Regions from separate parts of the Pan troglodytes genome. Here region 1 is linked to region 2. Evidence: chromatin contacts called from public HiChIP or PLAC-seq data. All regions are on one chromosome and are shown on one strand. The core of a region is the stretch at or near the end of the contact, and the rest is flanking DNA. Distances in the headings are between cores, read along the strand shown.

Evidence for each region. HiChIP or PLAC-seq counts read pairs in DNA pulled down with a chosen protein or histone mark.
Region 1: an H3K4me3 HiChIP or PLAC-seq map of stem cell-derived excitatory neurons shows a contact between it and region 2, with 2.8 times the contacts expected there. The contact joins the promoter of CDCA5 here to the promoter of GPHA2 in region 2. A contact is called at or near these places in 1 of 7 Hi-C or Micro-C datasets (stem cell-derived neural progenitor cells) and 1 of 1 datasets of contacts at active chromatin or transcription factors (stem cell-derived excitatory neurons).

Annotation. Positions count from the first base shown.
Region 1 is chr9:67,406,268-67,412,176 of NHGRI_mPanTro3-v2.0_pri, forward strand. CDCA5 (cell division cycle associated 5) reads right to left here and starts at 1,441. Exons shown (of 6, transcript XM_009423453.4): 1 at 1,259-1,441; 2 at 955-1,049; 3 at 811-876; 4 at 690-725. The coding sequence starts at 1,304. It overlaps ZFPL1 (zinc finger protein like 1), which reads left to right and starts at 1,557. Exons shown (of 8, transcript XM_009423451.5): 1 at 1,557-1,685; 2 at 2,016-2,125; 3 at 2,440-2,551; 4 at 3,740-3,933; 5 at 4,045-4,117; 6 at 4,253-4,399; 7 at 4,641-4,758; 8 at 5,251-5,721. The coding sequence starts at 2,024. The coding sequence ends at 5,437. It overlaps TMEM262 (transmembrane protein 262), which reads right to left. Exons shown (of 3, transcript XM_009423449.3): 3 at 5,695-5,854. The coding sequence ends at 5,778.
Region 2 is chr9:67,258,006-67,263,823 of NHGRI_mPanTro3-v2.0_pri, forward strand. GPHA2 (glycoprotein hormone subunit alpha 2) reads right to left here and starts at 1,657. Exons shown (of 4, transcript XM_063783038.1): 1 at 1,428-1,657; 2 at 953-1,055; 3 at 582-766. The coding sequence starts at 1,526. It overlaps PPP2R5B (protein phosphatase 2 regulatory subunit B'beta), which reads left to right. Exons shown (of 18, transcript XM_063783028.1): 18 at 1-66. It overlaps MAJIN (membrane anchored junction protein), which reads right to left. Exons shown (of 9, transcript XM_054662445.2): 8 at 5,256-5,361; 9 at 3,822-4,166. The coding sequence ends at 4,118.

The DNA of each region.
Region 1 (5,909 bases), core at 191-2,690, 150 kb after region 2:
TGGTCTTAAACTCTTGACCACAAGTGATCTGCCCGCCTCAGCCTCCCAAAATGCTAGGATCACAAGCGTGAGCCACTGCACCTGGCCTCTACTTGTCTTTAAAGACTCAGTTCAAATGTTTCTTCTTCCACGAAACATTCCCTGAGCCACATGGTCTGGGTTAGCCACCATCATAGCATCTAGTATTCCTTATTGCAGTCCCAGTACACAACGTTGCTATCACTTGTCATTGGTCTTTCTCCCCAGTTGACTCTAAGCCCTATCAGCTCTTCAAAGGAGTTCACATTTCTCAGTCAGTATGTCTTCAGATTGTCTATTAATGAAACATCCTTTGATAATAACTTCTGCTAAAACTGTAAAAATGTCATACACATGACTTATCTCAGAACACCCATAAATGAAAGCTGAAGGCAGAATGGATTAGAAAGGCAGTACGTGGAGTTAAGACATAGCTCAGCTTTTAAAGGAAGTTCCAGGAAAATGGTAGAAATACACAAGGCATAAAAAGTTAAGTGTATTAAGTCTTCAGGGAGTAATCAAGACTGGCAATGCATGCAGGTGCCCACAGGCAAACTGTTTTTGCAGTACTGCAAAACAGCTCCCTGGGCAGATGTGAGCAGCCAATGTGTGCTGTCCAGCTCTAGAGTGACCCAGATTCTACTTAATTAAGTAGATGAAAGTGAACTCACCCTAGGGCTCCTGCGAGGTGATTGGACAGCTGGGACCTGCGGGGGACAATACCAATTGATCACATAGCTGGTCCCCAGTTTTGCCCGCCTAACCACCCACAACACTCTCTTTAGCCTTTACCTCTACAGCATGGGCCACGATCCTCTTTAAGACGATGGGCTTTCTGACTGCAGCCACACTGGGTGTCTGGAGAAGAGGGATGAACGTGAGCTCAACATTAGGTGAGGGGCCACAAGGGGAGGAAGTGAGAAATCTGGGGCTCACCTTCGGCCAGATTTCAGGGAGGATGCTCGGGAGTTCAGAGCCTGATTTCCGCTGGGACCTCCGCAGAGGCTTAGTAGGAGATGGGGCCCTTGGCCCTGGAAAGAGAAACAAGTTAAGTGGTAGAGGAGGACTCTAGACCTTAGAGTCCAGAGAACAGGTTCTAGAGACAGCGAGAAGATTCCCAAACAAGCCCTTTTAAGGGCGCCTCCTCCGGCGGCGGCAGCGGGAGGGAAGGGGCCATCTTTCACCGGACTGCGTCCCCCAAACGGCTCGACCTCACGTCTCCCGCGCGCCCTCCGCTCACCGGAGCGCTGAGCGGCTCCTCCGGACCGCGTTCGCCTCCCAGACATAACTAGGCTCCGTCTCGAGCTCCTCCAGCGCCGCCGCCCCGGGCGCGCGCCAACCGGGAAGGCCACTCGCTGCAAAAAACGTTCGAATTACCCGCCCTGCGGGAAAGGAAGCGGAAGTGACGTAGGGCTAGCGGTCTGCGGCCCTCGGAACCCCGAGTCTTTTCCACCCGTCTTCACCTCTGGCGGCAGCGGAGGCGTGGCCCAGGGGCGCGATGGCGTCATCAGCGCGCGCCGCACCCGGAAGAGACGTGGCAGCGAAGGGATAATCGGGGCGGCCGGGGCTGAAGGGAGCGGCGCAGGAGCCCTGGGGAGAGTGGTCCCTGCCCTTCCGCGCCTCGAGCCATCGCTACAGCCCTTCGGAACCAGTGCAGCGGCCGATCAGTAAACACAGAGACTGGGGTCTGTAGAGAAGGGGCGGGACTTGGAGGGGGTGGGGCTCAGGAGAGGTCTTGGGGGCGGGGCCGGTAGTATCGGGGAGCCTCTGATGGAGGGGCCTGGCCGGGGGCGGGATCCAGAAGGATTGAGGGGTCGCCGGAGGCGGGATTTATGCAGGGGGTGTTTCTCCGCATAAGGAGGGACAGTGGGCAGGAATCTGAGATCGGGGCGAATATGAGAGGTGTCTGGGGGAGTTAAGAGTGGAAACTGGGCTGGTGAGAGCGTAGTGGTGGCCACCAGAACCTGACTTCCTACCAACTCAGGCCCCTTTCCCAGGATCGATCATGGGGCTTTGTAAGTGCCCCAAGAGAAAGGTGACCAACCTGTTCTGCTTCGAACATCGGGTCAACGTCTGCGAGCACTGCCTGGTAGCCAATCACGCCAAGGTGGGGCCTTCAGGGGAGCGACTGAGCAGGGCACTGGGTGGGCAAGGCGGTATTGGCTTCCTCCAAATCCATGAGGGGCCCCGCGCTAGAATGTAAGCCCCACAAGGGCAAGGACTTGATTTATTTTGTTCACTGATATATCCCCCGCCCCCAAGAGAGAGTCTGGTGCACAGTATGTGCTCAATAAATATTTATTGATTGAACAAACGAAAGGATGAGTCTCCTCTGTGGCTAGAGAAAAAGAGACAGTCGGACCTTGGGGTGATAGGCCGAGCAGCCCCAGCACCAGTTGTGACATCTCTCTCCCACTCCAGTGCATCGTCCAGTCCTACCTGCAATGGCTCCAAGATAGCGACTACAACCCCAATTGCCGCCTGTGCAACATACCCCTGGCCAGCCGAGAGACGACCCGCCTTGTCTGCTATGGTGAGGCCTTGGCACCTCGGGGGGATCAGGCCAGCCTCAGGGGCCAGCTTGGTGACTGGTTTCCAGGCCCTCCTCAAGCAGCAGGACAGTGAGTCCCCCGAGTCTCAGAGCCCAGATTCTAGTCCTGTTAAAGTTCCTTACCTGCTGTGTAAGTTCAGGCAAGTTATTCTTCCTTTCTAGGCCTCACTGTCTTTCCTAAAAATTAAAGCTCCTAGTTCCTCTTTCCTAAAAATTAAGCCCTGCCAATCTGGAGGTTTCAGCGAGAACCAGTCAAGCTTACGGGTATGCTGGTGGCCATGACTATTAGCTAGCCAGACCGGCATGTTGCTTTCAGATATTCAGGATCCACCACTGATTCCAAGGCTAAACAGAGAGGAAGTGAGTTTCCCACATTAAAGTTAGCTAAAAGAAGTCAGCAGACATATGTGTCATGACTTTGACCTGAATCTGGGGTAAGAGCCTTAGCTCCAGTTTTTGAAGGAGCTCATGCAAGAGGCAGCTCCATATGTGTTTCTCCTTGTGAGTGCATGTGTGTACTTGCAGGCACTTAATGTACATTGTGTGTTTAAATGAGTGTTAGTGTGTTGATCTGTACTTGGGGTGAATGAATGGGTAAATGTATGTATGTGAACATATGAACACAGGTGTGTTGTGGGAGTGCAAGAGAATGCATGGTTGAGGGTGCCTGTTAGCAAACCTGTGAGTGTATAGATGTGTATGTGTGAGGGCTCCTGTACCCATAGTGTAGATATAGGGAATGCCACTTGTGTTTGATTATGTGCTAATAAGGACATGTACATTTGTGCCCAGGGATGTGTACATGTATATGTGTGCCTGTGTGTGTATCGAGGAACCTTTTCTGAAACTGTTCATTATTAGCCATTAGCCCAAAGAATATGATGAGTGCAGGCCCAGAGAGGACTCATTGAAAGGACTGAAAGGGGAGGTGGCGTTTTCTTCCTACCCAAACTTACCCCTGTGAGCTGGACAGCTTGGTAGCACCTGCCTGGACTTAGATGGTGGTAGCCAAGAAGACTGACATTTTAGGGAACAGGACGGGGAGGAGAAGGCTCTGGCACACACACACGTGTCCGTATGTCCTGCAATGGTCTGGGGACTATTGCTAGGCTAGGAGCCCTAAGTGTCTTCTTCCTCATGTCTCTTCTCCCCTGTCTCATGGGCCCTAAGATCTCTTTCACTGGGCCTGCCTCAATGAACGTGCTGCCCAGCTACCCCGAAACACGGCACCTGCCGGCTATCAGTGCCCCAGCTGCAATGGCCCCATCTTCCCCCCAACCAACCTGGCTGGCCCTGTGGCCTCCGCACTGAGAGAGAAGCTGGCCACAGTCAACTGGGCCCGGGCAGGACTGGGCCTCCCTCTGGTGAGAGTCCCTCATCTGTCTGACCATCTATCTGCCCTGGGCCCCACCTGAGTCAGATGGGTGGGTGGGGACAGTACTAGGCAGCCTGGTGACCCAGATTCCTTCCTCCAGATCGATGAGGTGGTGAGCCCAGAGCCCGAGCCCCTCAACACGTCTGACTTCTCTGACTGGTCTAGCTTTAATGGTAAGTGGTGGCTTCCACCGACTGTTTGGGCTTTAGCCTCCCTGCTCTGCTGACAGCTCCCTTGGTCTGCAGTCACATGCTCTACCCCTGAGCTCTATGCACTGCTTCTGCTGACGGCTCTCTTTCCACCCACAGCCAGCAGTACCCCTGGACCAGAGGAGGTAGACGGCGCCTCTGCTGCCCCAGCCTTCTACAGCCAGGCCCCCCGGCCCCCAGCTTCCCCAGGCCGGCCCGAGCAGCACACAGTGATCCACATGGGCAATCCTGAGCCCTTGACTCACGGTGAGCCTGGGAGTTATCCAGGCCGCAGAAGGATAGGAAGAGGGTGGAATGGTTTGTGTAGGGGGAGCTTGAGGATCCAGAGACCCACCTGGAGGAACCTTTCCTTAATCCAGGCACAGCCATTACCTCCTCACAATTCTGAGATGTTCTGTCAGACTGAGGAGAGCAGGTGATCCCCCTAGCCCTCCCCAAAGCGGCCAGTTTTCCTGAGTCTATTGATGCTAGTGGCTCCACCCTGTAGCCCCTAGGAAGGTGTATGATACGCGGGATGATGACCGGACACCAGGCCTCCATGGAGACTGTGACGATGACAAGTACCGACGTCGGCCGGCCTTGGGTTGGCTGGCCCAGCTGCTAAGGTACACAGGGTCAGGCAGGGCGGAATGCCAGGAAGGGGTGGAGAGGGAATGGGCGCCAGAGGTCCTGGAAGGGATGGTTTCATGACAAAAGGGGCTTGTTCTGGGGAGTAACAGTACCTGGTGCTGGGGCTGTGCAGAGAGGCCTTGGCTGTGCAGCAGAAGCTGTTTTGCTTCTCTCTGGGACTGTCTCTATGCCTCCTACACAGGAGGTTTGAACTCAGGCTCTTTGAGGCCCCTTCCCGATCTGACACCCCCTAATCTTTGTAATTCTCCCCGACGCCTGACACACTGTGGTTTCCAGAATACAGTCGTGCGCCTCAGCTGGTTTGAGCTGCACAATAACGCCCTATGGTGGCAGGTGCAGGAGTGATTATCCCTGAGGCACAGACGAGGAGATGGAGGCTCAGGAATGGGTGGTGACCAGGGCTTCTCTCCAGCCGCGGGGGCCACCAGGGACTGGGGCCTGACCTGATTTTCCCCTCATCCCCCCAGGAGCCGGGCTGGATCTCGGAAGCGGCCGCTGACCCTGCTCCAGCGGGCGGGGCTGCTGCTACTCTTGGGTCTGCTGGGCTTCCTGGCCCTCCTTGCCCTCATGTCTCGCCTAGGCCGGGCCGCAGCTGACAGCGATCCCAACCTGGACCCACTCATGAACCCTCACATCCGCGTGGGCCCCTCCTGAGCCCCCTTGCTTGTGGCTAGGCCAGCCTAGGACGTGGGTTCTGTGGAGGAGAGGCGGGGTAATGGGGAGGCTGAGGGCACCTCTTCACTGCCCCTCTCCCTCAAGCCTAAGACACTAAGACCCCAGACCCAAAGCCAAATCCACCAGAGTGGCTGCAGGCCAGGCCTGGAGTCCCCGTGGGTCAAGCATTTGTCTTGCCTTGCTTTCCTCCCGGGTCTCCAGCCTCCGACCCCTCACCCCATGAAGGAGCTGGCAGGTGGAAATAAACAACAACTTTATTAAAACACCCGAGGCAGCCTTTTGCTTCCCCCTCCTTAGCCCTGTTCCGACTCCCCAGGCCTCAGTGGTGCTCCTCCCGGTACTCGATGGCCAGAAACTCCAAGGACAGGCGGTTGAAGAACATGGCTCCGTTGAGCACTGGGCGGGGGACAGAGCCCCCCATGAGCCCCAGGACCCTTCCCTGGCTACTCCT
Region 2 (5,818 bases), core at 407-2,906:
CACAGTAATCATGGTCTACTCCTCTTTCCCTGGCTGGGGGTAGACTTAATAAAGAGAGAAATTCAAGAACTGCTTGCTTTATTTAGGGGTAAGGGCAAAGAGGGAAGTAAAATGATGAAAGATTGGTTTAGAAGAGCCAGGCAGAGGCAGGGAAGAAGCAGAAACTCCCCTCTTCTCAGGTGACAGTCACAAAATCTTACAAAGGATCAAAGCTGGAACAACCCTCCCCTTATTTAAAAAAATTCCATAGCAAGTAACCATCAGGGCTGGAGCTCCTTCCAGTTTTTGAATCTTGAACACAGGTTTCCCCCACCAGAATGTCAAGCCCTGTGACCCAGGGGAGGAAGGAGGGGAGAGGATGGGCTAGTAGCGAGAGAGGCGACACATGTCACACTGGCAGGCCCTGGCCGTGAAGATCTCGAGCTCCTCCCTCCGGCTCCCCACACACTGCAGCTGTACTTTGACCTGCGGGAGAGGGGAGTCCGTGCTGCAGTCCCCTTTCTCAGGGCTGTCTAAGATCTCCATCTCCCTGGTCTTCCCGCGACCCCAGCGTCCATCCACCGGGCCCGGGCCCTCCTCACCTTCTTCAGGCCACTGATGGTGCAGCACTGAGAGACGGAGGTGATGTTGTGTCGGTAACCACTGGCCACCAGCACAGAGTACCGAGAAGGGAAGGCGCTGGACTCACAGTGGCCCACACAGGCCTGTGCCACGTGGGAGCCCTGGCAGGTGCCTTGGCGGTCACTTCGCACTGTCACATTGAAGGCTAGAAGGAGATAGGCAAGCAGTAGATGGCGCCTCTGCCAAGGTTTGCCTCGCCCCAGCTCCCGTTGCCTGTGCCTCAGTGTGGGGCCCTTTAGGGTGCTGCCTGCCCCACCGTCCACTCTGTCAGCTCTTTGCTCCCACCCAGAACCTCCACTCCTCCTAGCCCTCCGGTCCCAGAGGTACTCACGGTGCAAGTGGCAGCCTGGGATGACTGCCTCCTGGCCCCAGGCTTCAGTGACTGCCAGGACCAGCAGATAGAGGACCAGGGTTTGAGGGGACGCCATAGGCATCTGAAACACAGTGGGGAGATGTCTCTACGTGGGTGTGCAGGTGGGATGGCGAGTTCTTTAAATACTGCATTCCAGGTGAGTGAGCCAGGGCTGGCTGGTCTGACAGGTGAGGTGTGCCTGAATGGTGCTGCCTTTTCCCTGTATCTGCCTTTGTTGTGTGTGTGTGTGTGTATGGGTGTGAGTGTGAGCAGCTGTCTCTGGAAAGGACCTGTGTGTCAGCCCTCTGTGCAGTGATTCTCCCTTCCCTGGAATTTTCTTCGCCATCTGGAGCGCAAACATCTTCCTCCCTCCATCTGCCTCATCTTGGCCTGCAGGGCCCTCATCCACATTCCCAGACCCTCCCCAGAGCTCCTCCTGCCTCAGCGAGCTCACCACTTCCGAGGCCCAGGAACAGAGCGGCTTGCAGTTTTCCTGTGCCTCCTGCTGGTCTCCAGCTTGGTGCTGGCTCTCCAGGCTTTTATTTGCCAGCATTTTGGAGCCACGCCCTCTTGGAGATCGGCTTTCAAACCAGCCTCCCCTGCCTGAAGCCTCAGAGCGATCCCACCTGGGGGATCTTGCTCTTTGAGGTGCGGTCCTCGGAGAGCAGCTCCTGCTGCTTTCTGCTTCTTTCTGTCCAAAAAGCTACCCACAGTCCAGGCCTCGATAAGTCAGATGTGGAGAGAAGCCTAGGAGCTGGTGGAGTGTGCAGCGTGTGTGCAGCTGACGACACGGGTCAAGACTCTTGGCTGAGTTGTGGACACCTGGGTTCTCTTTGCTCTGTGACCTTGGACAGAACATTTCCCTGTTCAGGGCCTGATCACCCCTAACTTTATTATTATTTATTACTATTATTTTGAGAGGGTCTGGCTCTGTCACCTAGGCTGGAGTGTGGTGGTGTTATCTCGGCTTACTGCAACCTCCACCTCCCAGCCTCCCAGACTCAAGCCATCCTCCCCCTTAGCCTCCTGAGTAGCTGGGACCACAGGCACACCACTATGACCAGCTAACTTTTGTATTTTTTTGTAGAGACAGGATTTTGCCATGTTGCCCATGGTGGTCTTGAACTGCTAAGCTCAAGTGACCCGCCTGCCTAGGCCTCCCAAAGTGCTAGAATTACAGGCATGAGACACTGTGCCTGGCCACACCCCTAATTTTAAAACCACTAAACTCAGTCCTGCTTGCCTTTTTCTAACTGCAAAGGAAAGGGATTGGGGAAGGAGATTCTTAGGGACAAGGGAAATTATACCAGTGGAGGTCTCCTGAGATGTGCTTGGTGGCAGGGCCGGGGGTTTGGGGGTTGCTGTCTGTTTCAGAGCTGCATGGCCACGGTATCAGTGGATGATTCGCATCCTGTGCTACAGAGTAATGTTCTGAGCTGGAGTGCTCCCCTAGCCCTGGAATAACAGGGACCTGACTCCTGAAAGGGCCTGAAGTTATCAACCCCAGCAAAGCTGATCTATTTGTCCAACTCTGGTTTTATAGATGAGGCAACTAAGGCTCAAAGAAAGAAAGTTACTAAAAGTCACCCAGCTAGTTAATGTTAGGGCTGATTTCAAATTCAAATCTGCTGTCCATCCATGGTGCTAAACTACACTTGAGCAAAAATGTGGCAAGCTGGAGAAAGACCCCCAGGCAGCAGTGGCCAGAGGGGTTGGGGCAAGGTGGAGAGCCAAAGGAAGCCTGTGGTGATTCTGGGCAGCCCCCCTTCGGGGTCATTGCCTCACTGATCTGCTCAGAAAGAGCAGGGCCAGTCACAGACTGCTAGAGCTAGAAGGCACTTTATAACTCACCAAATCCTACCCCCTCATTTTCTGGATGAGAAAATAAGAGCTCAGCGGAAAACAACTTCCCAAAGCTTCACTGTAAGCTAGTCAGAGTCAGGGCGGGCACTCACAGCTCCAGATTTGGAGCTATGCTTCTTAGCAGCTTTGTAAAACAGGCCATGTTTGGGACAGTCGAGTAAAGGCTGTAAACACAATTTGAGAGGAAGTGATGTTACTAATGTCACTAATCCTTAAATTCCCACACCCTATGGTTTCCCCATCAGCCCCCATCCCCTCAAGACCTGGGTCCTCGTTTGCCAGGTCCTCCGCAGCAGTCCACCTCTTCTCTTCTCCCCACCAAGGGTGCAGGCAGCATAGCAACAGGACGCAGTGGGAACTCAGCAGTTCAGCCCCTACTCTCCCACTCTTGAGGGGCACCCTCTGGCATGTGACAGATGATGGCTTCTGTTTAAAGCATTTGGGTGACAAGGCTCATTACCTTATGAGGTAGCCCATTCTAATATTGGACATCTCTAACAGGTAAAAAGTGACTCCTTTGTTGTGAGCTAAAATGAGTTTCCCTACATTTCCATAGATCATTTTGGTTCTCCACGGCCACACGAGGCTAAAGTGTCTATTACAGATCAGTCCTTTAGTTGAAGGCAGCTCAGGTGGCCAGGCCTTCTCCAGGGGTGCCAACCTGGATTGACTTCCAGTTAATCTGATAAACGAATCTGCATTACTGTCAAACAGTTAAAGGGATAGAGAGGTGGGAAACATTTTGTCTATGGAGAGGCAACCATTTGGGGCCAAACTGGAACTGGGGAAGAGGTCTCTTGGGTGAGCAGGGCTCAGGACAGTGAGTCTTGAAAGACCCCATTCCCTAACCTCTGGCACAAACTCACCTACCCAAAGTGATCCTGTGAATAGTAACCAGGTAGACCTAGGGAAGTTTCATGCATTTTCTCTGTATCTTGAGGGAAGCATTTGTTCTCTTTTACTCTATTCCACTAAATTCAATCAATAACTCTTCATAAATAATTTATTGTCATTAGGATCCTAAGTGCCGAAGACAAAAGGCCTAAACCGGCCCTCAGGACATGAACATTTTAGAAAGTTCCATTCTTAATGTTTTAAATTGGGGGAAAAAAATCTATTATAAAGGGGCAAAGGACACGATAAAACCACAGAGGACTCAGCATGGGGACCTCATTCCCCACGACTGAAGTGTCATAAGAAAAGGATAGAGTTGGAAGAAGAATGGCTCGGGAGGAGTCACTACAAGAGATGATCCTCTTTCCAGCGCTGCATTTGGAAGGCTCAAGAGTGGCTGCTCTTCCTGAAGAAATATCGAAACGGGAAGAGAGAGCTGCAAGAATGAGAACAGAGTAGGCTGAGACTCTATGAGGTCTCCTTCCCTTCTCCCCATTTCCCATTAGTGCTTCACTAGCTAGGGCATTTTTGCTCTGGGGAACCATTGAATGGAAATTCAAGACTGAATAGCATTTGAAAAGGTACCCAAATTAGATTATACTCAGGAGGGGGAAATAAAGAAACAGAATTGCAATGGGATGGCAGAGAGAGAGAGAGACAGAGAGAGACATTTGCTAACTGTCCTTTGCAAACACAACCTAGATTCAGAGGGGAGAATGGAAATGTTTGGTAACCAAATCATCTGAATGGCTCAAGTAAACTAAGAATAGACTTTCTTCAAGTTAATGTTTTTGTTTGGTTGGTTTTTTTGAGACAGAGTCTTGCTCTGTTGCCCAGGCTGGAGTGCAATGGCACGATCTCAGCTCACTGCAACCTCTGCCTCCCAGGTTAAAGTGATTCTCCTGCCTCAGCACCCCCAGTAGCTGGGATTACAGAACGTGCCACCACATCCGGCTAATTTTATTTTATTTTATTTTTTTAATCTCGGCTCACTGCAACCTCTACCTCTCAGGTTCAAGAGATTCTCCTGCCTCAGCCTCACCTCCACCTCCCAGGTTCAAGCGATTCTCCTGCCTCAGCCTCCCTCCCAAGTAGCTGGTATTAGAGGCATGTGCCACCATGCCCGGCTAATTTTGTATTTTTAGTAGAGATGGGGCTTCACCATGTTGGCCAGGCTGGTCTTGAACTCCTGACCTCAAGTGATCCACCCGCCTTGGCCTCCCAAAGTGCTGGGATCATAGGCATGAGCCACCCGGCCTGGCCCAAGTTAATGTTTATGGAGCTTGGCTTTATCCTGGACACATCAGGGTGGAGGTGGGTTGCGTAAAAATAAGTAAAACACAGTCTTTATTAAATGCACAATTAGGGCTTTTGTTCTTAATCTCATTTCCATCATCTATCCTAGACATAAGTGAGAAGCCTCTGTAAGTAATCTGCTTTCTTTTCTATTCTAATTTCCCTGAAAGACTCAATGAGCCGCTCTGAGCTGGATCTCGAGTCTGATGCCGGACACAAGCTGTCTTACCTTAGAAACCCAAAGAAGCCGGTGGCTGCTCGCTCCTTAGGTGGAGGTGAGTTGTGCTGCAGGGGTGGGACAATTCGCCCTGGCAGGCTGTGCCCCCACTCAGAATCTGTAAGGAAAACAATCAGGCAGGAGCAAGATGTTTGTCCATAGGCCGTTTTCATGTGAGTAGAAGGCCAAACACCCAGTATGAGCCAGAGGCAGTCTCACGCCAAGAGTCCTTTAAAGCCAGATGAATTGTTTGTTCTGACCTTCCCAATTTCATCTCAGCTCAGTAAGATGCTATTCCGACCTCAGAGTATTTTCAGTCAAGCTCCTGGGATATTTACACAGCTCAAGTTCCAGCCATGCACTCCGGCTGGTATGTCTTCACATAAAATGACAAGTTGTTGAAGGACTCACTGGCCTACATCCCTGTTTCTGTGATAACTGCAGTCCACACTGAATCCTCATGCTGGGTAAAAGATCAGCAAGTAGGGAGGGCAATAGCTCGACATGCATTCCCAGCCCTTGCAAAGCATCCATTTGCAACTTCAATATTAACTCTAATGCCTCAAAGGGAAGAG